2 separate regions of the Sus scrofa genome follow, and region 1 is linked to region 2. A link is a contact called in public Hi-C data. All regions are on one chromosome and are shown on one strand. The core of a region is the stretch at or near the end of the contact, and the rest is flanking DNA. Distances in the headings are between cores, read along the strand shown.

The links. Hi-C and Micro-C count contacts between places; a contact is called where the count stands out from the background.
Region 1: a Hi-C map of liver shows a contact between it and region 2, with 7 times the contacts expected there. The contact joins the promoter of RPL11 here to the promoter of KDM1A in region 2. A contact is called at or near these places in 1 of 5 promoter capture datasets (liver), 4 of 47 Hi-C or Micro-C datasets (heart right ventricle, liver, psoas muscle and 1 more) and 1 of 2 datasets of contacts at active chromatin or transcription factors (skeletal muscle).

What each region holds. Positions count from the first base shown.
Region 1 is chr6:81,520,458-81,527,658 of Sscrofa11.1, reverse strand. It overlaps RPL11 (ribosomal protein L11), which reads right to left and starts at 4,149. Exons shown (of 6, transcript NM_001001638.1): 1 at 4,008-4,149; 2 at 4,000-4,005; 3 at 3,045-3,151; 4 at 2,616-2,747; 5 at 1,233-1,343; 6 at 734-808. The coding sequence starts at 4,149. The coding sequence ends at 779.
Region 2 is chr6:80,900,069-80,907,236 of Sscrofa11.1, reverse strand. KDM1A (lysine demethylase 1A) reads right to left here and starts at 3,741. Exons shown (of 22, transcript NM_001112687.1): 1 at 3,329-3,741. The coding sequence starts at 3,682.

The DNA.
Region 1 (7,201 bases), core at 2,900-5,399, 620 kb before region 2:
AGTTAAGCTGCCTGGAAAAATACAGTTAAGAAAGTCCCATTTTCCCATCAAAGGGGGAGCAAACTGCTAAGAGCCAACACTTCCCACATTTGGAAATACAAAATTAACCCTTTTTGAGCCCTATGCGCCTGGTACAAGCATAAGCATTCTACGAATATTAAACATGTCAACCCTGGGGGACAGATACACTATTACTGCCTCCATGATACAGATGAGGAAGCTGAGGCAGATTTAACGTAACACTAATAAAAGGCAGGGCAGAGAATCAAGTCCAGGCAATCGTATCTCCCTCCGTTCCAACAACCCTAGATTCTCCTTTTAAAGGAAAACTGAGTCCAAAATCGAACCCCAAACACCACATCACGCCAAAGCCTCTAATCCTTTCAGACACCAATGCTGGTAAAACCTCTAGTGAAGAACAGAACACTGCACAGAGGGGGGCCCTGCACCCACTTTAATCAAGGCTCTAAATTCAAACCCCAGCCCAGACCACCCCGATCCCTCTAGGGTCAGTTTCCATGGGACTACTGCCCCACAGCCTGTCAACAAGGGTGTGGTGAGCGCAGGCAGTGCGGCCAGGCTCTCAGGTTTGGGTCTGCCAGGAAATGCTGGCATCCACACAGGGCATGACAGGGTTGTTACCAGCTATTCCCATCGAAGCTTTAGTGGCTTGAGGTCCAAGGACTTGAATATGGCCAGGCTCCTTTCACAGAACACACACAGTAATTGTACATTTCAATGAAAACTTTTTATTAGCCTTTTGAATAGAAACGGGAATTTATTTGCCAGGAAGGATGATCCCATCATACTGAAAGAGAACAGATTTTATTTTTTCAGAACAGGAGGTAACAGTAAAGATCGCAGCAATGGCTAACGTTTGAGAATTCAAATCACACACATGGACTTCAACTGTCAATCCCATATGCTTAAACAGGAAGCTGGCCAGTTTTAACAACTGCTACACTGTGCTCACCTGCACTGTACCCTGAGAAGAGGGGGCTCCTATTAAAACCATATCCCTCCCCTTCCAGCTACCTGCATTCATGGGGCTGCAGAGAAAGCTTGGTTCTGGAAGGTTTAAACCACCAACCCTGGAAGCCCATTTGCCAGGTGCCCAAAAGTTCTATCTTAAAGAAGCTACCCACCAAAGGGTGCTAGATTTTTCACCCCCATATCCCAACTCCATTCACCAACACCACACTCCACCACTTCCTGAGACAGATCAAGTTTACCTTCTGCTGGAACCAGCGCATGGCCTCCTCTTTGCTGATTCTGTGTTTGGCCCCAATGCAGCCTGTCCTGCGCTTCTTGTCTGCGATGCTGAAACCTGGCCTACCCAGCACCTGTCCCAGGAATAACCAACAGTCACCTAGCCAGCTCAAAGTCAAGAGCAGACAGACAAGACTCACACATTGAAGAGATTCCTCTCCGAGTCACCCGGTGGCCCAATGAACTCTGGAGCAAGAGACCCATTCCTCAGTGTCTGATGGAACTGTGACCAGCAGCCTGGAGGACACACCACCTTACTATAGGTTTGCTCTGGAGGCCAGACTTGCAGCACCTCCCCGCCACCCCCACCTAACTTCCAATGGTAGCTAAGGATTCACCACTGCCTCCATATGCCATTTTATAGAGTAACACTTGAATAAGTCTTATTTTCTTATGTGCATTGTAGAAATTTCAAAATGTCCAGAAGCACAAAGAAATAGTTAATTTTCCCCTTCTGCTTCAGCTCCAATGTTCCTTCTTTTTCTTTTTTTTAAGGGCCACACCTACAGCATGTGGAAGTTCCCAGGCTAGGGGTCGAATCGGAGCTACAGCTGCTGGCCTACACCACAGCCACACCAGATCCGAGCCACATCTGCAACCTATACCACAGCTCATGGAAATGCCAGCTCCTCAACCAAGTGGGGACAGGGATCAAACCAGCACCCTCATGGATACTAGTCTGGTTCATTACCACTGAGCCGCAATGGAACTCCCCAAAGTGCTTTTCTTATAGGTTTGCTGTCCCCCGTGAGCATCTACACATCGCTATCGTTTGTGTGGATGTTCAAATCTACTAATGAGGGGGCTGCTGTTGCTTGGGTTCCCTCTAGTCAGGACTCCCGAGTTTTGCGATTTACTCTGATGCCTGACCAAAGCATTACAGTAACACAAATGGCCACTTATGCATTCACACCCCCCCCATCCTGAGCAAAGAGCCTCATTACCAAACTTGCTTCTCTAGATGGAAGCCACCCCATTCCCTGGGTCTGGAGAAAGAGCAGGGAAAGAGCAGCCTCAGTGCAGCCAACCCCCAAGCCAAATACAACCCCAATACTCTCTCCTAAATTTTCAGTTCAGTGGCTGGATGAAATGGTTTCCTTTGTCCATCTTTAAGCCATGGTCAGTGCTAGACCATAAGCCTCACAATGGTAGAGATCTTGCCCATCTCGTTCAGTCGGTGCTAATAACCCCACACCTGTCACCACCGAGGCCTATCTTCCCAGCAGAGAGAAGACAGACAACACTCAAAGCCCCAGTGCAACGTGTGAATATCGAGAGAGCACAGATGAAATAAAGAGAAGCAGATCCCACTCTCACAGACCAGGAGTGGAAACAAGTATTCATACCACGTAGAAGTCCAGGCCGTAGATACCAATGCTTGGGTCATATTTGATCCCCAGATCGATGTGTTCTTGGATCCCAAAACCAAAGTTTCCAGTATCCGAGAAGTTATTTTTTCTTAACTCGTACTCTCGCACCTGTGGAGAAAAACAGAGCAATCATTCCCTGTCAACTCACACCCCTCCACCACTCGCTAGCCTGCAACACTCAGGACCCCAGAAACACAATCCAATGTAATTTGGACAGGAACGAAATCAGATTTTTCCCCCACTCCAAGTCACACTCTACTATGGATTCCACATAACTTCACTAACTTTCCTAGGGAAGGAATGACCCATTAGAAGTTCAAAAGATCTGAAAACAGTAACTATCGCCACTGTCAGTATGTTACTGGCGCTCCTTACTACTATTACCCCATGAGGGGTCAGCCTCACCTTTAGACCTTTCTCAAGTATTTCTTCTGCCTTGGCCCCACGGACTGTGCAGTGGACGGCAATCTTTTCATTTCTCCTGATGCCAAAGGATCTGACGGTGTATCTAGCTGCAGATGGGGTAACAAGGAGTCAGCTCTTGGCACACTCTCACTGAACTCCCCCCTTCCCCAAAACACCACCTCCACAACTTCAGAGGGACATCAGGTATCCACCCACTCTATAGCCGTGGTATTCTTACCAGTGTCACCTATATCTGTTCATCATTCATTTATAACACAGAAAACAGATCTTCCAACTTCCAAGTCACAGACACACTTCAGCAATTAAAATGTTAAAGTCATAATGTCAAAGTCTCAAGAAAGGCAAGTTCACCATCAGACTAGGCCACTGAATAGCTTACATTCGGTAACACTTTACTGTACTTGTACCCCATTTTACAGGAGGCTGTGAGAGGTTAACTTGCACAAGATCAGTTGATAACAAGAGGTAGGCTGTGAATTCAAAGACTTGCTACATTCCCTTACCCTAAAGCAACAAAATTCTAAACACACACTCACCCAAATATATGTCTAACAATAACAATGCCGACATGGTGCTTGGCATGTAGCAGGCATTTCATATAACCCATTCTATCTCCCACAACCTTATAACGAAATATGATCATCCCTGGTATACAAATAAGGAAAGTAAATCACAGACTAGCAAGTCATGGAACCAGGATTTGAACCAGGTTAATCTAAATACACAGCCTATTCTTAACGTAGCCTACATAACCCTAACTGCTAATCAGACTTTGTATTTCAGCCCACCCTATCGTGAAAGAAGATACTCCTTAGGAAACTCAAGAAGGCAACGCTTAAGAGATGTCAACTGTCACCTTCAAAATGAATACAAAACAGACTGGACAACAGGTTAAGTAAGGAACGTCGGGACATACCCAGACGCCACTACTCACCTTTGGAAACACAGGAGTCTGGCCTGTGAGCTGCTCCAGCACCTTGGCTGCCCGGGTCAGTCTGTCTCCACTCTCCCCAACGCAGATGTTGAGGCAGAGCTTGCGGATGCGAAGTTCCCGCATGGGGTTTTCTTTTTCACCTTGATCCTGCTGCAACAGGGAAGCGCCGCGGTCAACACACGGAACCCGCCACAGCTGGCAGCCCAATAGTTACACAGCGTTGTTTCTGCGCATCCCAAACCCCAAAGGAAGCCCTGGAAGTTAAAGAACTAACACTACGTTTGTCTGGGAGGCACTGGAGAAAGACATCTTGGGGTTTTGTTTCTCCTTCCCCCGGGCACGGAACAGGTGAAAGCAACAGGACAGGTATGGTGTAAAAGTTACACTAAGGATGCACCCCAAGGTCAAACTAAGGTGAAGGGCGCCCCCATTACACGACCGACGAGGGGGAGAAAGCAGCGAGCACATGGCTGTGCAGCGTCCCGCACCCGATTCGGAAGCTGTCTAGTAGCTGCGGCCGAAGCCTGGCGTCCGCCCTAAGGGAGAAACCGGTAAGGCTCTCCAGCAAAAAACAAGTTTCAAGGTCCCGGGAACATCAACAGGTCCGGACCCCGCGTCCCAGGCCCCTCCGATCATTTCACCGGCCCTCGCTGCAGCCCGCAGGCCGTGCTTTTGGGCCTCTGGCGGCTGCCCCGAGCCCGCCCCTGGGAGGGTGGGAGGAAAGTGACAGGATCCAGCTCCGTGCCCTCGCCTCGCGTGGGTCCGCCAATTTCGGCACGGCCAGCATTGCGGGATCCGCTCTCCTCGCGCCGCGGGCGAGATAACCCTTACAGGCTCCGCTGGCCCTGGATGGAGGCGGATGAAGGAAAGCAAAGCCGGGGATCCCACACTCACCGCCATGATGGGAAACAGGAAGAGAGTGTGAGACTTCCGACCCGGGGCCTTATGGGCCAGGAGGCGGGCTCTTATCCCAAGCTAACCAGCGAGACGATGAAGAGGAAGAGAGGCGCGTCTGGAACGGCCTAGAGTCGGCTTCCCCTTCGTGGACACAGATGGCAACTGCAGGTGACGCTGGCTACTGGGATCGGGGCTCTCCAAAAGCGGTTTTTAAAGTTCCCTGAATAGGTATATTTCCTTGAGCTTCCCGTCCCTCTTGAGATTGTTCCCGCCCATAGCCTCAGAAACGGGTGGTTCTTGCGTGTTGAGACGGCCAGAAAGACACTAAGTCAACTGTGCAAATTATAAAGTAAAAGTTTTATTCTGTAACAATGTAAACAAATGGCATTTAAATATTTAAATAGTAATTAGAGCAGAGTGTTGGCCAAGAGGGGTAAATATGGTCCTGTCTGGTCTAGCTTAATAGTTATGTGACTTTGGGCGGGTTACTAATTAGACCTCTCTCATCTATAGTTTCCCTCAGTTTATGGGAGTTCCCTGATGGCCTAGTGGTTAAGGATCCAGTGCTGTCACTGTTGTGGCGCAGGTTCGATTTCTGGCTGAAAAAATTTCGCATGCTTGGGTGTGGCCAAACACAAAACACCTCGGCTTTTAAAATTTTTTTTTTTTAACATTTATTCTGGCTACTGTTTTATTGAAGGACAGCTATAACCTCTTTGCATTTTGGCTCTTTTTTTTTCTTTTTTATGGTTGCGCCTGCAGCATGTCACAGCAACACCAGATCTGACCTATGCCCCAGCTTTCCGTGACCCAGGATCCTCAACCCACTGGGCAAGGCCAGGGATCAAACCCACATCCTCACGGAGACCATGTTCAGTTTTTAACCCACTGAGCCACAATGGGAGCTTCCAAAACAGCTCAGCTTTAAACTGAGAACTTATATCACATGGGGATTGCTGTGAAAAATGAATTGTGTAGAGCACATAGTTAAGCCCACAACAAGTGGTTACTCTTATTAGCATAAACCCACTATATTCAAGCAACCCCTCTCCCCCCAGAAAAAGTATTAGGCATGGTATATTATCAAGAGAGTGTCATCCTGCGGGCACACAGATGGCTTGCAGATTGGTCTCTAGCAGACAAGGACTCCAGTCTCAGGCAATAAGAGGCCTCCCTGGGTTGCACTAAATCCTCAACAGCAGGATCCAGCAGGTGCCAGGATCCACACCCCAGGCAGAAGCTGGCTTGGGTTGGCCAATTCCTCTGACAAGGACAAATGGAGACAGGAGAACATACAGGGCTTTGGTAGAAAAGGAGCCAAGGGGCTTTCTCCTGCTGCCATAATTCCTTCCTCGTCCCCACAGGGCAAGAGAGGTTCTTCCTGTTTCATCTTTAGGGGAAAAAAAGGGCACTTCTGGGAAGCTGGGCTATTGGAGGAAGGCAAAGAGAAGAGGCCCATCCTTTGAGCCTCTTCCATCAAGCACCCAGTGCTAGTCCAGAGTAGGGGGCCTCAGGTGGACCCCTCGGATGGGGAAGCCAAGGGCAGGACTGCTCCAGAACTCCAGGGATAGGATAGCTGAATGGATGGGGAGTTCCCATTGGGGCGCAGCAGTAACAAACCCAGCCAGTATCCATGAGGATGTGGGTTCGATCCCTGGCCTCACTCAATGGGTCGGGGATCTGGCATTGCTGTAAGCTGTGGTGTATGTCACAGATTCAACTCGGATCCCATGTTGCTGAGGCTGTGGTGTAGGCTGGCAGCTACAGCTCCAATTCAACCCCTAGCCTGGGAACCTCCATATGCTGTGGGTGTGCCCCCCCCCAAAAAAGACAGCTGAATGCAGCACATGATCCCGGATTGTCTTTTGCCATATTATTAGGACCATTGGCAAAATTCGTAGACTTCAGAAATGTATGTACAGTTATTTAATGCTTGATCTGATTTTGTGAGCTTGGTTACATAAGAGAATGTCCTTGGGTTTAAGAAATACACCTTGGAGTTCCTGTTGTGGCTCAGCAGGAGTTTGTGACATAGAGTTTATGGAGATGTGGGTTCAATCCCTGGCCTCACTCAGTGGGTTAAGGATATGTATTTCCACATGCTGTGGAGAAGTTCACAGATGCAGCTTGGAGCTGGTGTTGCCATGGCTGTGGCACAAGCCTGCAGCTATAGCTCTGACTTGACCCCTACCTTGGGAACTTCCATATGCCAAAGGGGCAGCCATTAGAAAAAGAAGAAGGAAGGAAGGGAGGGAGGGAAGAGAGAAAGAAAGGCATTCAGTATTTGGAGGAAATGGGCAGCATA
Region 2 (7,168 bases), core at 2,492-4,991:
AGGCCACCATTCCTTATGAGGTGGTGTTGCCTAAATGCTTAGCCATTTTAACAATTTCAAACTTTAAACAGTTTGCCATAATGTCAGCATACACACTCAGAGGTGAATTTATTCTAAAACTAATGAAACTTAAGCATCAGGGACCTTCAGTTGCATGGACTCCTTCCAATACTCTGAATCAAATTTTCTTTTTTTTGCCTTTTCTAGGGCCACTCCCTCGGCATATGGAGATTCCCGGGCTAGGGGTCTAATCGGAGCTGTAGCCACCGGCCTATGCCAGAGCCACAGCAATGCGGGATCCAAGCCGCATCTGCAACCTACACCACAGCTCATGGCAACACCGGATCTTTAACCCACTGAGCAAGGCCAGGTATCGAACCCGCAACCTCATGGTTCCTAGTCGGATTTGTTAGCCACTACACCACGATGGGAGCTCCCCTGAATCAAGTTTTGATTACATAATTACATACACATTTACTTGTTTACATAATTATACACACGTTTATGTATACATAATTTTTTCATTGTTCTCTAGTTTTATTATTTTTCAACATACTTTTTTTTAAGAGTCCCCCAAACTGAATAAGTGCTCAGGCCATGAAATATAGATATATCCCTTTCATAAGCCATTAAACTCTTGAAGCAAGATCCATCTACACTGCCCACACATCTACGGACAATTAATCTTCAACAAAGGAGGCAAGAATATACAATGGGGAAAAGAAAGTCTCTTCAGCAAGTGCTATTGGGAAAGCTGGACAGCTAAATGTCAATCAATGAAGTTAAACACAGAGTCACAACACACATAAAAATAAACTTGAAATGGCTTATACTTAATTATAAGACATGACATCATGAAACTCCTAGAAGGGAACACAGGCAAAACATTTTCTGACATATATCATACCAATGTTTTCTTAGGTCAGTTCCTCAAGGCAATAGAAATAAAAGCAAAAATAAACAAATGGGACCTAATCAAACTTATAAGCTTTTGCACAGCAAAGAAAACCATAAAAAAGGCAAAAAGACAACCTAAGGACTGGGAGAAAATTCTGTGACTGACAAGGGCTTAATTTCTAAAATATACAAACAGCTCGTACAATTCAATAATAAAAAAACAACCTAGTTGAAAAATGAGTGGGAGACTTAGACATTTCTCCAAAGAAGATGTACAGACAGCCAAGAGATACATGAAAAGATGCTCATCATCACTAATTATTAGAGAAATGCTAATCAAAACTACAATGAAGTACCACCTTATACCAGTCAGAATGGCCACCATTAAAAAGTCTACAAGGAGTTCCCGTTGTGGCTCAGCAGCAACGAATCCAACTAGTATCCATGAGAACTTGGGTTCGATCCCTGGCCCTGCACAGTGGGTTGGGGATCTGGCATTGCTGAGAGCTACGGGATAGATCGAAGACATGGCTCGGACCCTGCATTGCTGTGGCATGGTATAGGCCAGCAGCTGCAGCTCAGATTCAACCCGTAGCTTGGGAACCTCCATATGCCTCCAGTGTGGCCTTAAAAAGCAAAAAAAACCCAAAAAAACCCAAAACACCTAAGGGGAGTTCTCGTTGTGGCTCAGCCGGTTAAGGACCTGACATTGTCTCTTTGAGGATGCAGATTTGATCCCTGGCCTTGCTCAGGATCCAGCCTTGCAGTAAGCTTGCAGCATAGGTATTGCTGTGGATGTGGCGTGGGTTCCCGATGCAGCTAAGATTCATCCCTGGCCCTGGAATTTCTATATGCCCCAGGTGTGGCCATAAAAAGAAAAACAAACAAAAAGCACTTGGGGAATTCCCACCATGGCTCAGTGGAAACTAGTATCCATGAGGTTCGATCCCTGGCCTCGCTCAGTGGGTTAAGGATCTGGCATTGCCGTGAGCTGTGATGTAGGTTGCAGACTTGGCTCAGATCTGGTATTGCTGTGGCTGTGATGCAGGCCAGCAGCTACGGCTCAGATTAACCCCTAGCGCGGGAACCTCCATATGACGTGGTTTCGGCCCTAAAAAAGACAAAAACAAAACAAAACAAAAAACAAACCAGTTGGGCTTCTGCCTTCTACTTCATTTCTGAGAGTTGGGAGTTGCCAACCTCTGTGCCTTTCTAACTCATGTTTTAGTAAAAGCCCCCTCAGAGACTTCTCTCCTTCATACTGAGCACAGAGTATTCTCAAAGGGGCAGTTCAACCTGAAGGCTCTGTCTGGGCAATACTCAAGAAGCTCCTCATACACATTTATGTGTTACATAAATTACACAACTTAAAATATTTACTTACTTAAAAGTTCTATGTACATACATTTCCAGTTTTTCCAACTGTACCATGAAATCGCCAGAAAAGGCCCAAGTCTAAAGTTTGTGCCCTAGTACTGCCCCAGTGTTCTGCTTATTGCTGGTGTCCCATGTGGTCCTTTGTTTCAGAGGCTGATGATACCTTATCACATTGTAAGTGTAGGGCTTACATTCCAGTTCCACCACTTACCCAGCTTTGTGACTCTGGGCAAGTTGCTTAAACTGTGTGCCTCAGTTTACTCATTCCTCAAGTGGGGCTAGCAATACCTGCCAATTGGTGTTTAGCCAAAATACAATGTTGGTGACGCTCTGAACACAGCACCTGGCACCCAGAGATGTGAGGCAAGCTATCGCCTGTACATATCGTCATGTGACAAATCTTTTTCTTCCTGTATATCTACACCTTGACTAATTGATATTTGCCCTCTTCATCAGCTTCCTCCTTTGTAAAAATCTACGTCAAAAGAACGTTGACAGGATAAAAAGAAAAAGAGGAAAACTCTCCAGCATACAGAAAGGGCTCGAAAAAAAAAACCAAAAAACTTCCTTTTTTTCTGTCTTCAAGGCTAAGGCAATTTCTTTAGCATCATCCTACAGCCCCAACACGCTCCCAGCTGAAACACAAAAATACTGCCGAGCGGCTTCCAGATACATCTGTGAACAAGTGATATACGTCTTCAACAAGGCCCACCACAACTCCACGTCAGGGAGCCATTTTTTCCCAACCAAGAAAAGGAAAAGGTGTACGAGATGCAACGAGTAAAACAGCTCTCCCCGCCATCCCCCTTTCTCCCTGGACGGCCGGGTCCCAGCACAAAGACGCATTCACCGCTGGCAAAGACCTTCCCCTCTCTCACCCCACCCACCCGACTAGTGGGGGGGTGGGTGGAGATCCGTGACTGGGGAGGTCGAGGTGGGCGTGGGGCTCAAGGCCCAAGACCCCGGCAAGCGAGGGTGAGTGGTTATGGGGCTGGACAAGCTCGAGGAAGCTAGGTACTGGGATTTGTGGTTCAAGGGAGGGGTCGCGCCTCACCTTCGCCCGCTTGCGCCGGCTGGTCCGTCGCCCCTCCGGAGTCTCTGCGATTCCCGTTTCCATGGGGGTCGCAGATCCAGGCACGACGGTAGGCCCGGCTTGAGGCCCGGCGGACCCCGGCGGCTCGGCCAGGCCCCCGGGGGGAGAGGCTCGCGGGGGCTCCTTCTTGCGGGGAGTGCGCTCCCCAGCTGCCCCCGGCCCGGCCTCGGCGGGGCCGGACAGGCCCGCGGGCGGCGCAGTCACCTCCGAGCCGTTCTCCGCGCCGCCCGCTGCCGAGGCACCGGCCTCCGACCCGGCCGCTGCCGCCGCCGCCGCCGCCGCTGCGGCGGCTGCTGCTTTCTTCCCAGACAACATCTCGGGCCGCCTGGCCGCCGACGGCCGTAGGGGCCGCTCGGTCTGTCGGTCCGTGGGTCCGAAGCCGCCTTGCCTCACTTCACACAGTCTGCGCGCTACCAACCGCCGCCGTGAACGCACACGCGCGGAGCGCGCTCCCGCCGCGCCGGGACAATAAGGCCAGAGACGCCCACGGCCCCGCCCTCCCCGCTGCCATAGAGCGGCGTCCTCCAGGCTAGAGCGGCGCCATGGCAAACAGCGCGATGCTTTCCTAGAGCGTCTCCTTAGCCTTTGGGATCGGTCCCAACACCGTCCCTACCCTAGGGTTTCTGGGCCGGATTGCACCTCCGAGGGCGACCATTTCCTCCAGGGACTTGCGTGCTCCCTCATTCATTCATTCATTCATTCATTCATTCTCATTCACCTACTTGTCAACTCAACCAATATTTATTAAGCTTTACTGACTGACAAGTTCTGGCTTTCAAATAGTTTACAGTTTAGTGAGGGAAAACACTGACATGTAACTGGTAGATCTTATTTACTATTCATAATTGTCCTACTTGAACTGGGGGAATCTTGGAGAGCAACTGAGTTTCGTGGTAATAAAATGGAAAATAAAATAGGAAACGCAATATGCGTCCAGAAGGGATTGCCCTTGCTTCCAGAGCTTTGTTTATGCTCTTCATTTTGTCTGGACCCTCTCCCTCCTTCACACTCCCTCACTCGCACCCTTTTCCACTCCTACGCTCCCCATCCCCACAACATGACATCTTTCCACTCCAGGTTAATTCTTTCTAATGTCGCTGATGGTGGTGGTGGTTTATTCTTTTAATTCCTCAAGGAATACTTCACTGACTTGGAACAGACTGCGTTCAAGTTTATTCCCACTGGGACATGGAGCGGTAATTGCTTTTTCACAAGTCTGTGTCTTCAAAGCGTAATTTTCAAACAATGGAAGTTTGAGAACTGGTGAAATTAATCTCTAGTGATAGACTCCAATCAGTGGTTGCCTGGGATGAGGGTGGAGGTTGACTTCAAAAGAGCTGGAGAGAACAGGCTGAGAGTGATTGAAATGTTTCCTATCGTGATTGGGGTGTGAGTGTATTAGTCAAAACTCATTTTAACTATACACATAAAATAGGTATATTTTATGTCAACTGTACTTCGATGAAGTTGAATTATTATTATTATTTTTTTAATTTTAGCCACCCTAGGCATATGGAGTTCCTGGGCCAGGGATCAGGGCTCAGTTCCCAGCAGCTGTTTCAACCTATGCCACAGCTACAGCAGCACTGGATCCTTTAACCCACTGTGCCGGGTCAAGGGTCCAACCTGTGTCCTGGTGCTGCAGAGATGCCCCGATTCCCTTGCACCACAGTGGGAACTCCTTGAATTATTATTTTTTAAACTAAGCAAACAGAAAAAGAGACAAGTTCAGAAAACTAGAAGCTATGCCAAAAAGTGTAATCACAATACAACATATGGCTCAGCTGTGAACTACACTGATGGGTCTACAATAACAGATGGAATGAATATTGTTTTAACCAAAGGGATAGAATTATATTGAGAAAATGGAGAAAAGAGAGTGTGGAGACAGGGGTGAGAGGGGTTTGCAGAAGAGGGGGCAATGTGGGAATGGAGGGGGTTCAACATCAGAGCTAAATCCCCATCTACCATCATAAGAAGATAGAGCGTGTCAAAATTGAGCAATTTGGGAGTTCTTGCTGTGGTATAGTGGTTTAAGGATGAGAGTGGTCTCCGCATTGGCTTGGGTGGTTGCTAAGGCCCAGTGGGTTAAGGATCTGGCCTTGCTGCAGCTGTGAGGTAGGTTGCAGCAGCTGTGGCTCAGATTCCATTCCTGGCCCATGAACTTCCATATACTGTGGGAGCAGCCAAAAAAAAAAAAAAATTCAGAAATTCATAAATAACAGTATAAGCATACTATTTAGATATAACAAGATAGGCACCAGAAGAAACCGCTGAAAAGTTGGAATTGGTTGTCTGAGTGGTACAAAGTGAGAAGCGGGTGAGGCAGGAGATGGAAGCTTGCTTGTTTAAACCCTGTAGTTCTAGCTAACAGTTTTGCACATTTAGTAATTTGTTACAATTTAAATGAGATTTTAAAAATATGTGTATCCTTTGACCCAGCAATTCCACTTTCGAGGAAAATTTTCTTGGGAAATATTTAACTATGTGTACAAAGATTTAACTTCCATGTGTTTATCTCAGGTTCCTAAAGGCCCAACAAGTGGCCTTATATAATTAAATATATTAGAATAGCATAGTCATTAAAATTTACATCTGAACATAGAGAACTCCTAGAGTTCCCATTGTGGCTCAGTGGGTTAAGGCTCTGATGTTGTCATGAGCTGTGGTGTAGGCTGGCAGCTGCCCCTCCCATTCAACCCCTAGCCTGGGAACTTTTAGGTTTCCAGATGCGACCCTTAAAAAAAGAGAGAGAGAGAGAGAACTCCCATACAAAATAGTGAGCATATGTCAAAGATTTATTTTACTCATTATTGAGGGAATCAGCAGGATGGTAAAGCTGGTTCAAGGGAAAATAGGAGAAACTGATATAAAGTCACTGGTCAACGGAACACAGAATGCTGGACTAAGACTGCAAAGTTGAATAAGAAAAAAAATGGGGAGTTCCTTCATGGCTCAGCAGTAACGAACCTGACTAGGATCCATGAAGATGCAGGTTTGATCCCTGGCCTTGCTCAGTAAGTTAAGGATCCCATGTTGCTGTGAGCTGTGGTGTAGGTTGCAGACATGATTGGGATCCTGCATTGCTGTGGTTGTGGCTGTAGGCTGGCAGCTGTAGCTCCGATTTGACCCCTAGCCTGAGAACTTCCATATGCCGCAGGTGCAGCACTAAAAAGAAAAGAAAAAAAAGTCCTACAAGGCCATAAAACAGTAAATTCTGACATATTTTCTATGAGACAGAATTTATTTATTTATTTTTGTCTCTCTTTTTTTTAGGGCTGCACCCTTGGCATATGGAAGTTTCCAGGCTAGCGGTCAAATAAGAGATACAGCTGCCAGCCTATGCCAAAGCCACAGCAATGCCAGATCTGAGGAGTGTCTGTGGCCTACGCAGCAGCTTCTGGCAACGCCAGATTTTTAACCCCTGAGAGAGGCCAGGGATAGAACTCACATCCTCATGGATACCAGTTGGGTTCTTAACCTGCTGAGCCACAAGGGGAACTCCAGATGGAATTTACTTATATCTGTTTGCAAAAAATCATTTGCAACTTATCCATTTTCCCTAGAAATAATAAATTCATTTAAAACTTTTAAATTTGACTCATTTAAAATTAATTTTTTTAAATTGTAGTAATATACACATAGCATAAAATTTACCATCTTAACCTTGTTTTTTTTGTTTGTTTGTTTGTTTTTTGCTTTTTAGGGGCACATGGAGGTTCCCAGGCTAGGGGTCCAATCGGAGCTACAGCTGCTGGCCTATACCACAGCCACAGCAAAGACATATCTGAGCTGCATCTG